Regions from separate parts of the Mus musculus genome. Here all the other regions are linked to region 1. The links are chromatin contacts, called in public Hi-C and promoter capture Hi-C maps. All regions are on one chromosome and are shown on one strand. Each heading gives the region's core, a stretch centred on a gene start, on an enhancer-like site or on the middle of the called end of the contact. The rest is flanking DNA. Distances are from core to core; before and after follow the strand shown.

Region 1 (4,240 bases), core at 473-2,972:
TTTAAAATGGAACCATGGAAAATGTCTTAGAGGCAGGGCATGGGGGTACATGCCTTTGATCCCAGCACTCAGGAAGCAGAGGTAGTCAGATCTCTGGGAATCAAGTTCCAGGACAGCCAAGCGCTGTTACACAGAGAAACCCTGTCTCAAACAAAACAAAAGAGAAATGTCTTAGAAATTTTAATGTTGTAAAAAAAAATGTTATAATGATACATTCTTAGGGAATAATTTCCTAAAGTAAACCTGGACAGTTAGGGACTAAACAACAACAACAAACAACAACAATACCCCAAAACCCCAACAGTTGTGTTTCAGACAAAATCAAGGAGGAAGTGTCCCTTGCCTGGTTGTTGGCCCTATTTTAGTATGCTTAGACATTATGTATTTATGGTTTTTAAAAACTGCCTTAAACTAGCATAGCTTGATAATATAGTCTCTATCTGTGATCATCTCCTTCACTCGAATCTGTCAGATCATCTTCTGACTTAAATGTAGCTCTCAGGGGAATGTCCCTGCTTGGAAGAGAATGTACAATGTCATTGGCAAACACAGAATAGCTATTTGATTGGTGGCATTTTTTTTCAATACACAAGAACGTAATGCTTTGATTCACCAAGCAGCCACACGTGCACTGCTTACCTTGAAGCAAAGCATCAGTTGCCGGGCCTGTGCTGATCAGACCAAATAGGCAGACATCCTATTGTCAGAAGCTTTCTACCTTTCAACTCATCCTAAATGCAATAAAGAGGTTGGTGGCGACCATCCCCCTTTCCATTAATAGAAGTGCACACACAGACACACAGACAACTCAACTCAAGAGTTAAACTGGAAATTCCTGAATAGTGTTGGTAGCTTCTGTTTTTCACTCCTGTTTTCTCTTTTTCTTAACACACTTCCTCTCTCCATTATTTCCTTCTTTGGTTAAACGTACTTTAACCATGTAATTTACATAAAGAAATTGGGTTTAATTTCTGCAACTTGGGCTTCTCTGAGATGATTTAATTCTCTTCTCCCAATTCTTTTTTTCATATACAGTTTGAAGAGAATGCCTTGGATCAGTCAGGATCTACAAAATATTTTAAATTATTTTCTTTGGAATAAAAATTAGCTATGATGCATAAGATGTCTAAAATGGTCATGTGTTCTCCTCAGGTCCTAGTGCATGGAAGGAGCCAATTGATAGTAAATGACTGAAACTAGGCAATAAATACCCTGAAGACCAGCTTTAGATTTTCATTTATACTTCAACAGATCAAGTCCTTTAGGGACAGGATACAAACACCATACTGAGAATTTAGCTGCTCCAAGACAGTTCTATGAAATTTGGCTTGGCTGATGTTTCAACCTTGGCGTTTAAGGTCTTATTTTTATGACACCCAGAGCTTCTTTGTAACGGCAGTAATAAGTACTACAGACTTTCCGGCCTTCTTCCCTCTAGGATTTTAACTTCTTTAAAACACCACCCCCTGCTCTTCTAGTAAATCCCACATGACAGAACAGGCTGAGAAAAAATAGGAAGCCGGAGCCATGGAAACTGTGCGGGTAGAAACGTGTGAGCGCGAGGGTGGTTGGAGGAGAAGGAACACTCCCCTGGCGACAGCGGCGCGAGGGTGCTCCTCGGATGACGTCACGCACCCAGGTGACGTCACGACCGTGACATGCGGGTGACGCCGTTGCCGCGGCGACTCCTCGTCGTCTCCGCCCCCTCCCCCCCCCAAATCCCCTCAGGCTCGGCTGCGCCGGGGCCGCCGGCGGGTTCCAGAGGTGGCCTCCGCCCCGGCCGCTCCGCCCACGCCCCCCGCGCCTCCGCGCCCGCCTCCGCCCGCCCTGCGCCTCCCTTCCCCCTCCCCGCCCCGCGGCGGCCGCTCGGCCCGGCTCGCGCTTCGAAGATGGCGGCGCTGAGTGGCGGCGGTGGCAGCAGCAGCGGTGGCGGCGGCGGCGGTGGCGGCGGCGGTGGCGGTGGCGACGGCGGCGGCGGCGCCGAGCAGGGCCAGGCTCTGTTCAATGGCGACATGGAGCCGGAGGCCGGCGCTGGCGCCGCGGCCTCTTCGGCTGCGGACCCGGCCATTCCTGAAGAGGTGAGTGGCGGCGCCATCCCCCCCCAGTGCTCGCGCGTCAGGGGCTCGGCGGGCCAGTGTTTATGCGAGGGACCGAGGCAGCAGAAGGAGCCCCGGCAGTGCTTGGTAGCCGGCGGGGAGGTGGTTATCGGCCGAGTGTCCCCCTCTGTCTTGTAGCTCCTCGCTACGTAAACACACACGATGGCCCAGGGGGGTTCCCCGGCCCCCACCCAGATGGGATTGGGGCAGTGGGGGCAGAGCTGGAGCCTTTTCAGAGGGGGCGAAACTCTGGGTTGGAGAAGGTCACGCCTGGCTGAGGCTTCCAGCCCTGCATCCCTGAGATGTTTTCCTTTTTGCTAGCCGGCAGGGACGGCGTCGAGGATGGAGCTTAGTGGCCAGGGCAGTACCCCTTGGTCCCCTAGCCCTAGGAACCGCCGTGTGCGATTACTCCCTGATCCTGGGGATGACGGAGCGCATCTTTCCACTCTCCTCACTATCTTCCCTTTGCAGGCCCTTGTCCCCTTCCCACTTTGCTACTTGTTTGGGGGATTTTTCTTTTGACCGGTTTTTGCCCAGGGGATGATTTTTTTTTTTGGTGTAGTCTTTACTTTTTCAGCCCCAAATTTTACTGTTCCGAAGCTTTTCCCATCCTGGTCTCTGATCCCCGAATAATACTGTTTGTCAGTGCTCCCTTGCTGACCCGTAAACCTCTATCCTCATCCACCACCCCGCTCATTTCTCAACTGTACCTACTTGCTTCTAACCTTAGTTTCCACGGAAGAGCATTTTTGCTCTTCTCTTGCCCTAGTCCCCTTGAGTGCCTCTACTTCATTCCACTGCACCGTCACCTTGTAATCCGTTGTTATCTTCACAAATCCTTTTGGACACTTTGCAAGCTATTCACTCCCTGAACCCCAAAGCTGTCAAGATTCCATCAGGTTTCACTTGGCCCTTTGCTCCCTTGCACTGCTGGCAGTTTGGGTTAGTCTTTCAGTGCACATACACACCTCAGTTGATATCCTTCGTGGGTTTGTTTGTTTGTTTGTTTGTTTGCTTGCTTGCTTGCGTGCTAGCTTGTTTTTAGTGGGTTTAAGTGATCTGGCTCGCTCCCATTTTCGTCCCATCTTTCGTGTTTACCAGTCTTTAGTACTTGGCTTTTGGTAGTCCTTGTATCATTCAACTTATTACATTGTCAAATTACCTAATTTATTCTCTTTTCTCTGTATGTAAAACTTACTACATTTACCATTTGGGCACTGTATCGCATAAACAATACCATATCTTACAAACAATTGGCTAGAATACGGTATTTTACAAACAGTTGTCGAGAGTGACTTGTTTCTGTTGATTTTACTTGAAGATAAATTTTGTTTAAAGATAAACTTGCTACTTAAGTTTCCCAGTTCTCGTACTACCTCCTTATCTCTACAGTGTTCTTTTTCCTGCTTCATTATATTTACTTGGGATGTTCATCCTCCACTCTCCATCTATCGTTAGCAGTCTGTTTGCAATAATGTTTGTTTTCCATCTTTTGATACCATCTCTACCCAGAATGTGTTCAGTACCATCATTTGAGCCACCCTACATTTCTCACAGTTTTTTTTTTTTCTTATTTCTTAATTTGAAATAATTCCAACGTACCACTTGAATTCATGCTCAGGTCAGTTTCCATTTGCATTTATTTCCCTCGGCTTCTTCTCCAGTCTAAGGATAACACTCTTTCCCTCATCCCTTTCCTAGCTCCCTTATCCCTAGTTACCATCCATTCCGTCTTGTTTCCTGGCTTTTGGTACTTCACTTGCTGACACTTCCTCTTGTCTTCCCCACACCTCCACATTCCATCTTATTTATAAACAACTTTGTTCCGTTGACATGGAAATTTATTTTTAGGATACATTGTTTTTAATGGAGAAATGCTAGGGGTCACATCTGCCGTCTATTTTCTCCAGGAATCGGATATGCCTTTGTCTTACTAGGCACAGGTGTCTCTGGGTTTTACTATGCTGCACATGCTTGGTTGTCTTGAACTGTATAGATGTGTGAGGACCAGGATCCAAGTATGGGCAGGTTGATGGATGGAGTTAGACAAGGATAATTCTGGGATGTGACACTGACTTGAGAACTTTGCGTCAGGGTATTAGGACAGTTGGCATTTCTGTTTGGAAGATTTTGCTATTTACTTG
Region 2 (4,240 bases), core at 895-3,394, 350 kb after region 1:
TTAAGGCAACTGTCTCAGACCCAGCCCGCATCACACACTGGGAGAGCACCTAGAGGTGGAAATCAAAGACCCATCCGAGGCCTTTCTACTTCATTTTTATTTTTTTTCAATCAATTAATTAATCCTTACTTATGTGAATGAGTGTGTTAATCTATGTGTGCCTGCCATACGTTCGGGTGCCCAAGGAGACCAGGAAAAGGCATAGGATTGCTTGGAACTAGAGTTATGGCAGGTTGTGAGCTGCCTGGTCTGGGTGCTGGGGACTGAGCTCAGGTTTTTAGAACAGCAGCTGCTCTTAATCTCTGAAACACCCCCAGCACCGTCATCTCCTCTTCAACTTCCCTTTAAATCCACAAGAGGAAGGCTGAACCGCATACAATCTGGAAATCTACTTACTAGGTTTTGCTTTTTGCCCACATCCTCTTCTACCCCAGGCGCTTCCTTGGCAACCTAGGTGGGTGTGTCCCTCCCTTACCTGACTCTCCCTACTTGTTTCTTCTTTTATTTTGCAGTGTAAGGTATTTGGCTTGCACATATGTCTGTGCACCACGTGCATGCCCTGTGCTGGAGGAGGTCAGATCCCCTGGAGTTATAGACAGATGTGAGGTACCATGTAGGTGCTGGGGATTTAACTCAGGTTCTCTGGAAGAGCAACCAGCTCTCCAGCCCCCGCCCCCTTACGGTGTGCACCTAAGCTGTAAAACAAACAAATAATAAACTGTGTTTGGGGCTGCTGAGTTACTTTTAGGTGACCCTAAGACTTTCTGCATTAGCTCATTACTCCAGCGTCTCCTCTGCTGGGGGATCTTGGGTCTATTGCTGTGGCTTCAGTTTTCCTAACCAAAACCCTTCAGGGTTTTAGTAAAGTTTAGCTAAAAGCTGGTCTGTAAGTCAAGAAGAGTTTGGTGGATGTCACCGAAGACATAAGATTAACTGTGAAATGAACCCAGGTCCAGGAGTGCCTTTTGTAGACCAGGCTGGCCTCGAACTCAGAAATCCGACTGCCTCTGCCTCCCGAGTGCTGGGACTAAAGGCGTGCGCCGGGTGGAAGCGTTCTTACTACCTGGCCTTGGATGCCCTGAAAGAGGAAACTGGGTGGTAGCACGGGAATCTTCCTTCTCTCCTCTTTCTCCTCCTCCACGTCTTCCTCTCCCCCTTTCTATTTTTATTTATGTGTTTTTGTATGTCTCTGTGTGTGTCATGTTCACGGAGGCCAGATGAGGGTGTCAGGTCCTCTGGAACTAGAGTGTGAGTCACCATGGAACCAAATCTAAGTCTCCTAGATGGGCAGTCACTGCTCTTAACTGCTGAGCCGTCTCTCCAGTTCCATTTTTTAAAAAATGATTTATTTATTTTTATTATATGTAATTACACTGTAGCTGTCTTCAGACACTCCAGAAGAGGGAGTCAGATCTCATTACTGATGGTGTGAGCCACCATGTGGTTGCTGGGATTTGAACTTCGGACCTTCAGAAGAGCAGTTCTTACCCACTGAGCCATCTCACCAGCCCTCTACAGTTCCATTTTTAAAAATGCACAGATGTGGGCTGGTGAGATGGCTCAGTGGTAAGAGCACCCGACTGCTCTTCCGAAGTCCAGAGTTCAAATCCCAGCAACCACATGGTGGCTCACAACCATCTGTAACAAGATCTGACGCCCTCTTCTGGAGTGTCTGAAGACAGCTACAGTGTACTTACATATAATAAATAAATAAATCTTTTTTAAAAAAAAAAATGCACAGATGTATGTATGTACGTACATATGTATGTATTTAATCATCTTTCCAGCTACGCTGCTGGGGATCTTAATACGAACTATTTATTTTGGTGCAATGGCAATGGGGTGCAGAGCTGTGAATACAAACAGGTGAATGACTATTCCTACCTATATGGACAACTGCATTTAATTAAACAAGAGTCTAAAACAGAATAACGCCTCCTCTTGAAAAAATGGTCAGCCTATCGGTTCTTCTCAAATGATATCTCTCACTCGTTGCTTTTCTCCGCTAACATTTCTGGACCTAGTCCCTTCCTGCAGGAGCTCAGTTAAACCCAACCAGTGGACTTTACAGCTCGCAGGTAAAGCGGCACTGGCGGACTACAGCTCCCGGCATGCACCTGTCCCCGAGGTCACGTGAGCGTCCGGAAGCTCTGGCCACATCCCGCTGGGTGAGGTGGCGGCGGGGGCGGCGGGAGCGGAGTCTAGCGGAGCGGGTTCTTCGGCGGGTCTCAGGTGCGAGCCTGCGTGCGCTCGGGTGCTTGGGGTCCTGGCCGGGTTGGGCGCGCGGTGGGCTTCGGGCGTGGGAAGCGCGGACAGCTGGTGGGTGTGGCGGCTCGGGCGCCGCTGGCAGCTGGCCCCCACCAGACCCCCACCGGGACCCCACCGGAGCTCCTGGTGCTGCCGCTGTGCAGTCCCGAGGCTGTGTGCACCGCAGAGGGAGGAGGACACCAGACACCAGAGAGGGAAGGTGGCCCAGCCCAGCCCACGCAGACCTCCCGGGTAGGGGGTACTTGTTCCCCTCGGCCCACCGATCTTGGCTCATGGGACGTTTGAACGGAAGAAAATGAAACCCAAGGAAAGGGTTCATGGTTTAGCAAGAGGAGGGCCACGTTTCAGGTAGGGTGGGAGGCGTTTGGATAGGATGCACGGAGGTCAGAGGGAGAATTGACTTCGTGGAAAAACTAGGGGTTTGTTTTCGAGTAACTGCCACGACCTCAGGGAATTCGGCTCTGCTTCTTATTCGAATGTCAGACTTTGGTTGTTCTTATTTGTAGAGTGTGGCCTGTTCTTAATTTTGATAAGACAATGGGGATGTGTCCACTTTTAACATTTTCTGCAATATGTTAAGCGATGCCGTGATATTTTACTGAAATGTTTAGAGGATACCTAGTTGCCAGGGCGAGCCTCTTTAGCCATTGCTTGATGTCTTCACTCACATTTCTGTTTACGAAACAATCACTGATGAAGAGAACACCTCGACTACTGTGGTAGTTGAATTATTCTTTTGCCACTTGCCAGATGTTCCTTGTAAGTAAAACAGAGTCTGCCCTAAACACACAGTAAATCCTTTCATTTAATCCTTAAGTGAGGAAAGAAGTGAAGTAAATGGACTTGACCTTTAGTGTCAGAGTTCTCTGTTTTTCAGGAGCAGTTCAGTGCTCATTGTTTAAGGTTTTGGATGAGTGCCTGGTCCTCAAGTGAGGATGACATGCTGTTGTTGCAGTGATAACTGGCACGATTAGGGCTTTGTCTGAAGGGCAGAGGAGAAAGTAGTTGTCTTTGAAAGAAAATAGGGAGAAGTTGGCCTTAGGAACCCTGGTATAAATGGATGTGGTTTTAGGAACCCTGAAACAGCTAGCTAAGTCCTTAACATCTGTGGTAATGCGGCAGTTTTAAGAAAAAGTGTGTGTGTGTGTGTGTGTGTGTGTGTGTGAGAGAGAGAGAGAGAGAGAGAGAGAGAGAGAGCGAGCAAGTGCACGGACAAGTGTCGAATAGTCCAGGTAATCACCATCTCCCTGTGTAACTGAAGATGTCCTTGACCTTCTAATCTTCCTGTCTCTGGAGTGCTAGGGTTGGTAGTCAGGTGCCATGGGTGCTGGTCAAGCACTCTACCACTGAACTAGACCATGCGTTTTTTGTTGTTTTGTTTTGTTTTTGAGACAGGGTTTCTCTATATAGCTCTGGCTGTCCTGAAACTCTGTAGACCAGGCTGGTCTCGAATTCAGAAATCCACCTGCCTCTGCTTCCCAAGTGCTGGGCTTAAAGGCATGCACTACCACTGCCCGGCTAGACCATGCTTTTAAAGCAGGCTCTCAAATGAATGTGTGCTTTGCAGCTCTGTAATCTAGGCTGGCCTCATATTCTCTCACATTTGGAATCTCCCTGCTGGGATTATAGGAGTATACACCTGGGAAGACTCGAGTCTTGGAAAGAGAAAAGATGTATCTGGTATCAGTGAATAGCTTCTAGTTAGATGATGAGAGATCAGAAAGATACTGTGTATGTGTGAGCGTTGGTTGGCACACAAGTGATAGCCAGCGTATGCAGAACTGTGAAAGGGCCAGACTCACCCAGCGGTCAAGTGCTTGCCTACAGACCAGCACTCTGAGTACAGGTTATCCTTTTACTTCGTACATGTAAAAATCAGACCCTTGGGAGCCAGATGATTGCCAGCTCTGTACATTTGAGGATGTTAGGGAGCCACATTTGTTTATAAGTTGGACTTTTCCCATCCCAAACT
Region 3 (4,240 bases), core at 1,131-3,630, 260 kb after region 1:
CGTTTAGGTTCTAAAATATCTAAAAGAGAGAAAAGGAAACTTTCAGTGCCTTTTCTCTTAGAAGGTCCCGGGTAGCTGTGGAGGGTAGCTGAGATCAGTACCTGACCAGGGCGCCAGTCTACCAACTTCCCTCACTGTCTCGGCTTTTTTGTGCCCCTTGCTCAGGCCCTGAATCCAGTTCCTTGAGTGAGGTGGTGTCCGAAGCCTTTGTCCGCTTTTTTGTGGAGATTGTGGGCCACTACCCCCTGTTCCTGACATCGGGTGAGGAGAGAAGCCTGCAACGAGAGGCCTTCAGAAAAGCTGTCTCCTCTAAGAGCCTGCGGCGCTTCCTGGAGGTCTTCATGGAGACCCAGACGTTCCGTGGCTTCATCCAGGAGCGGGAACTACGCAGGCAAGATGCCAAAGGTTAGGACAGCACACAGGCCTTATGGGGGCAGTGAGGCAGAGGTGCCTAAGGCTCTAAGTGGCTGAGGAGCAGGGGGAAGTCACAACAGTATGATGGAGGCATCAGCCCAGCCTATTCTGTCCATTGTCCCAGCTGGGCGTTCTGGGAGTCTAAAATCTAAGAATGCTGGTAAAGGCTGGTTTGATGGGAGCTAAAGCTGGAAAGGGAAGGCCTTACCTTTGCAGCATGGCTATACAAAGGCCAGAAGCTTCCAGAGGGGCAGCTGGCCCGGGCCTGGGGTTTCCCTGGTGCTATGAACTCAGCTAGAAGCCCTGACTGAACTCCCACGGCAGCCACCAGCATAGGAAAGACAGGCAGCCATACTTGAGGCCGTCCTGATGAGGATTTCCTCAGGACAGGAGAAATGTGTTTAGAGGGTGTGAGAGAGCCGGCCTCCTTCAGGGCTTGCTTCTCCTCAGAAGAGTGGCCAGCTGCATGTAGTCAGGTTGACAGGTCTGTTGGTGAGTGAGGAAGCAGGAATGAGATGGAGTCTCATGTGTGAACGGACTTTACGGCTTCCCACAGACAGCTATTATACAAGGTGGGGCAATTATAAGGACAGTAAAATCCCTTATAAACCCCAGGCTTGAAAGCGTATTTATAGGCACAGCTGCGCCTCAGAAGCAAGGTTTCCCGAGCTATCGAGGAAGAAGGTCAGTGCAGAAGCACAAAGGCAGGCATCTAACATATCCTGGGTATTTCTCCTCACCAGGTCTGTTTGAAGTCCGAGCCCAGGAGTACCTGGAAACCCTGCCCAGCGGAGAGCACAGCGGAGTCAATAAATTCCTCAAGGGACTGGGTAAGGCTGGGTCCCTGTCGCCAGCCTCAGCTCTAAACCATCTTTCCTGGAGTCTTCACTACTTCCATCCACAAGAGCCAGGAACGGTACAGGGTGGACTGTCTACCTCTCTTAGTCTGTCCCTGGGAACTAGGGTGGCCTCACTGACATCCTTGCCACCATCTTCTGAACCCCCGAGTCTTGTGGCAACCAACAGAGGCAGCATGCCCTGGGCGAGGCAGGGAGTACCTTAACACAGGTAGGATTCCTCCCAACCTCCGAATGCCCCTGAGCAAAAAAGAATCATCAAGAGGACTGCTGGTGGTGGCGGCGCACACCTTTAATCCCAGCACTCGGGAGGCAGAGGCAGGTGGATGTCTGAGTTCGAGGCCAGCCTGGTCTACAGAGTGAGTTCCAGGACAGTCAGGGCTACACAGAGAAACCCTGTCTCAAAAAACCAAAAGAAAAAAAAAAAAAAGAAGAATCATCAGGACTACAGTTTAATCAGCAAAAAGGTCCTTAAGGGTGCACACTGTGCTCCAGAGTAAACCCTGGAGGTGGAGGAGGAAGATCAGGAGCTGTGTGACCAGCCAGCAAGACATCACAGCATGTGGCACACAAGCCTAAGTCCAGTCCCCAGAACCCACATAAACGCGGGAGGAGGGAACTGAGTCCACAAAGATGTCCTTTGACTCCACAGCCTGCTGAGAGACACACACTTTCCTGTGCACCCCCTCCCTCCCCTCCCCCCCTGATAAAATGTTCTCACTTTCTTTTTTAGGCAATAAAATGAAGTTTCTCCACAAGAAATAACCCTCATCTTGGCCCAAGGGAAAACCTCCTCCCTACGCCCCAGTCCTCCCAGGATGGACCCCTTAGCTGGGCAGGTGGCACGCGCTCACAACAGCTCCGGAAGGGACCAGCCAGCATGCAGAATGTTGTTACTGTGGTTAGTTGCTTCTGGGACCTTTAAATCTTAGATATTAAAAGAGAAGAAGAAGGAAAGTGTTTGGCTCTTCCTTCATTCAGCTCTCCTGCCCCATCTCATCGCCTCTGGGCCAGCTCATTGACTCTGTGGAGCCAGGAGTTAGGAAGCGCGGCAGCCACAGAAACACTTCTGCCCACGCCACTGCTTCTTCCGCACTGGTCTATGACGCCACCTGGTGGCAGAGACTGGACTTTACTGTTCTTGACTACATTTTCTTTTTTTTTCTCCTAGAAGCCGTATAGCTCCATTCATGCCCCAAAAGTCTGTGGCTTTTAGAGGGACACATTTAAAAAAACAGGAAATCTTGTTAACTGGTAATAAAATGTTCTAAGGGTCCTGAAGTTTCTATTTCCTGTGGCCCAACCATGACACTTAGGCCACTGCTGTGAGCCTGTTCCTCTTGACCAACAAAGCTAGGAGAGGTTTCTGTAGTTGCTTCTCTTTTATGAGAGAGAGGACCCGAATCAGCTGACCTGTGGGGACAGTAAGAGTCTGCAGGAGCCCTGTGTGCAGCAAAGGAAGGTTCTCGGGCTGGCCTCGGGGCTGCCACCCCGATACTGTGAATGCCACCAAAAACTGACTACATCTGGATCGCCTCTGACCTGGGCAGGATTAATAGGAGTGCGTGGCTGGGATGTTGGAGGTAGCCAGAGAAAGCAGGTGAGCACAGCACGGGGGCTCAGGGACCGATTCCACAAGCTCCTAGGCTTAGGTAACTTTCTGATAGCAATATTCTGTGTATTTTTATATTGCCCCCAAGTGATCACAGTTAGTATTTTGGAATATACGTTCTTTTCTAACTTATTTTATATTATACTGTTTTACTTAAGAACTTCAGGTGAATAAATAAATAAGTATATCTTTATCAACATTCCTAGTGAGTGTATAATATTCTATTTTATTGATGTTTTTGTATTTGACTTAAACAAAACCTAAAATAAAATTGGGGGAATGTGCTAGGCGGTGGTGGCGCACACACACCTTTAATCCCAACACTTGGGAGGCAGAAGCAGGTGGATTTCTGAGTTTGAGGCCAGCCTGGTCTACAAAGTGAGTTCCAGGGCAGCCAGGGATACACAGAAAAAACCCTGTCTCAAAAAATCAAACAAACAAACAAATATTGGGGGAATGTACTAGGCTATTTGTATGAAGAGGCTTTTTTCTTTTCCTTTTTCATTTTTTGAGACAGAGTTTCTCTGTATAGCCCTAGCTGTCCTGGAACTCACTTTGTAGACCAGGCTGGCCTTGAACTCAGAAATCCACCTGCCTCTGCCTCCCGAGTGCTGGGATTAAAGGCGTGCACCACCATACCCGGCTCTTTCCTTTTTTTTTTGTTTTGTTTTGTTTTTTTCAAGACAGGGTTTCTCTGTATAGTGCTGGCTATCCTGGAACTCAGTCAGTAGACCAGGCTGGCCTCGAACTCAGAATTTTGCCTGCCTCACAAGTGTTGGGATTAAAGGTGTGCACCCCCTGCCACACTGAAGAGGCTTTTTTTCAGTGGTCTTTATATTAAAAGGGGGAGACACACTGCATGTGTAAAGAAGGCTCAGGCTGGTGAGATGGTGCCACCGCTGGTGAACGCTGCATAGGAGACACATGAAGGTGGAAAGGCGCCAACTCCACCAAGCTGTCTGTGAAATGCATGCCCCTATACAGATGCACACCACACAGGTTTTTATTTGCTTGTTTGTTTATTTGTTTTTAATGCTTTAAAGGATTGGTGATTTTATTTTTAATGTTCATAAAATAGGAATGGCAAGATTCTTATCCCATTAAGACACTTGCCACCACCAAGCCTGACCACCTGAGGTCAATCCCCAGGCCCTCCAAGGTGGAAGAAGAGAACCAGCTCCCACAAGATGTCCTGACCTCCAGACGTGTCATGCCATGTGCTTGCACACACATGTGAACACGCAGTAAATGAAGTAAAACTTTTAAATGGAGACAGGCAGTGGTGGTGCTGCTTCGCTGCCAGGCATTTGGTACGCACCTTTAATCCCAGCACTCGGGCAGAGCAAGCAGATCTTGG

The links. Promoter capture Hi-C pulls out the DNA fragments that hold promoters and counts their contacts. A called contact is a pair of places that touch in the nucleus more often than the background predicts.
Region 2: a promoter capture Hi-C map of neural stem cells shows a contact between it and region 1. The contact joins the promoter of Slc37a3 here to the promoter of Braf in region 1. A contact is called at or near these places in 1 of 39 promoter capture datasets (neural stem cells), 3 of 115 datasets of contacts at active chromatin or transcription factors (CD8 T cells, memory CD8 T cells and pancreatic cancer cells) and 1 of 9 other capture datasets (adipose tissue).
Region 3: a Hi-C map of CD8 T cells shows a contact between it and region 1, with 4 times the contacts expected there. The contact joins the enhancer-like site here to the promoter of Braf in region 1. A contact is called at or near these places in 4 of 484 Hi-C or Micro-C datasets (CD8 T cells, embryonic fibroblasts and embryonic stem cells), 1 of 115 datasets of contacts at active chromatin or transcription factors (large pre-B cells) and 3 of 9 other capture datasets (adipose tissue, liver and pancreatic islet).

What each region holds. Positions count from the first base shown.
Region 1 is chr6:39,722,945-39,727,184 of GRCm38.p6, reverse strand. It overlaps Braf (Braf transforming gene), which reads left to right and starts at 1,722. Exons shown (of 22, transcript NM_139294.5): 1 at 1,722-2,078. The coding sequence starts at 1,890.
Region 2 is chr6:39,375,611-39,379,850 of GRCm38.p6, reverse strand. It overlaps Slc37a3 (solute carrier family 37 (glycerol-3-phosphate transporter), member 3), which reads left to right and starts at 2,144. Exons shown (of 15, transcript NM_028123.3): 1 at 2,144-2,232.
Region 3 is chr6:39,461,216-39,465,455 of GRCm38.p6, reverse strand. It overlaps Dennd2a (DENN/MADD domain containing 2A), which reads left to right. Exons shown (of 19, transcript NM_172477.4): 17 at 166-405; 18 at 1,158-1,244; 19 at 2,005-3,078. The coding sequence ends at 2,036. Among named protein-coding and RNA genes, the nearest start is that of Gm52860, 7.1 kb to the left of the region's middle. Within about 2 kb of position 2,380, at least 48 of the 459 cell types and tissues checked have an H3K27ac peak or open chromatin away from gene starts, as enhancers often do. A contact at or near this core is called in CD8 T cells, where this site is marked.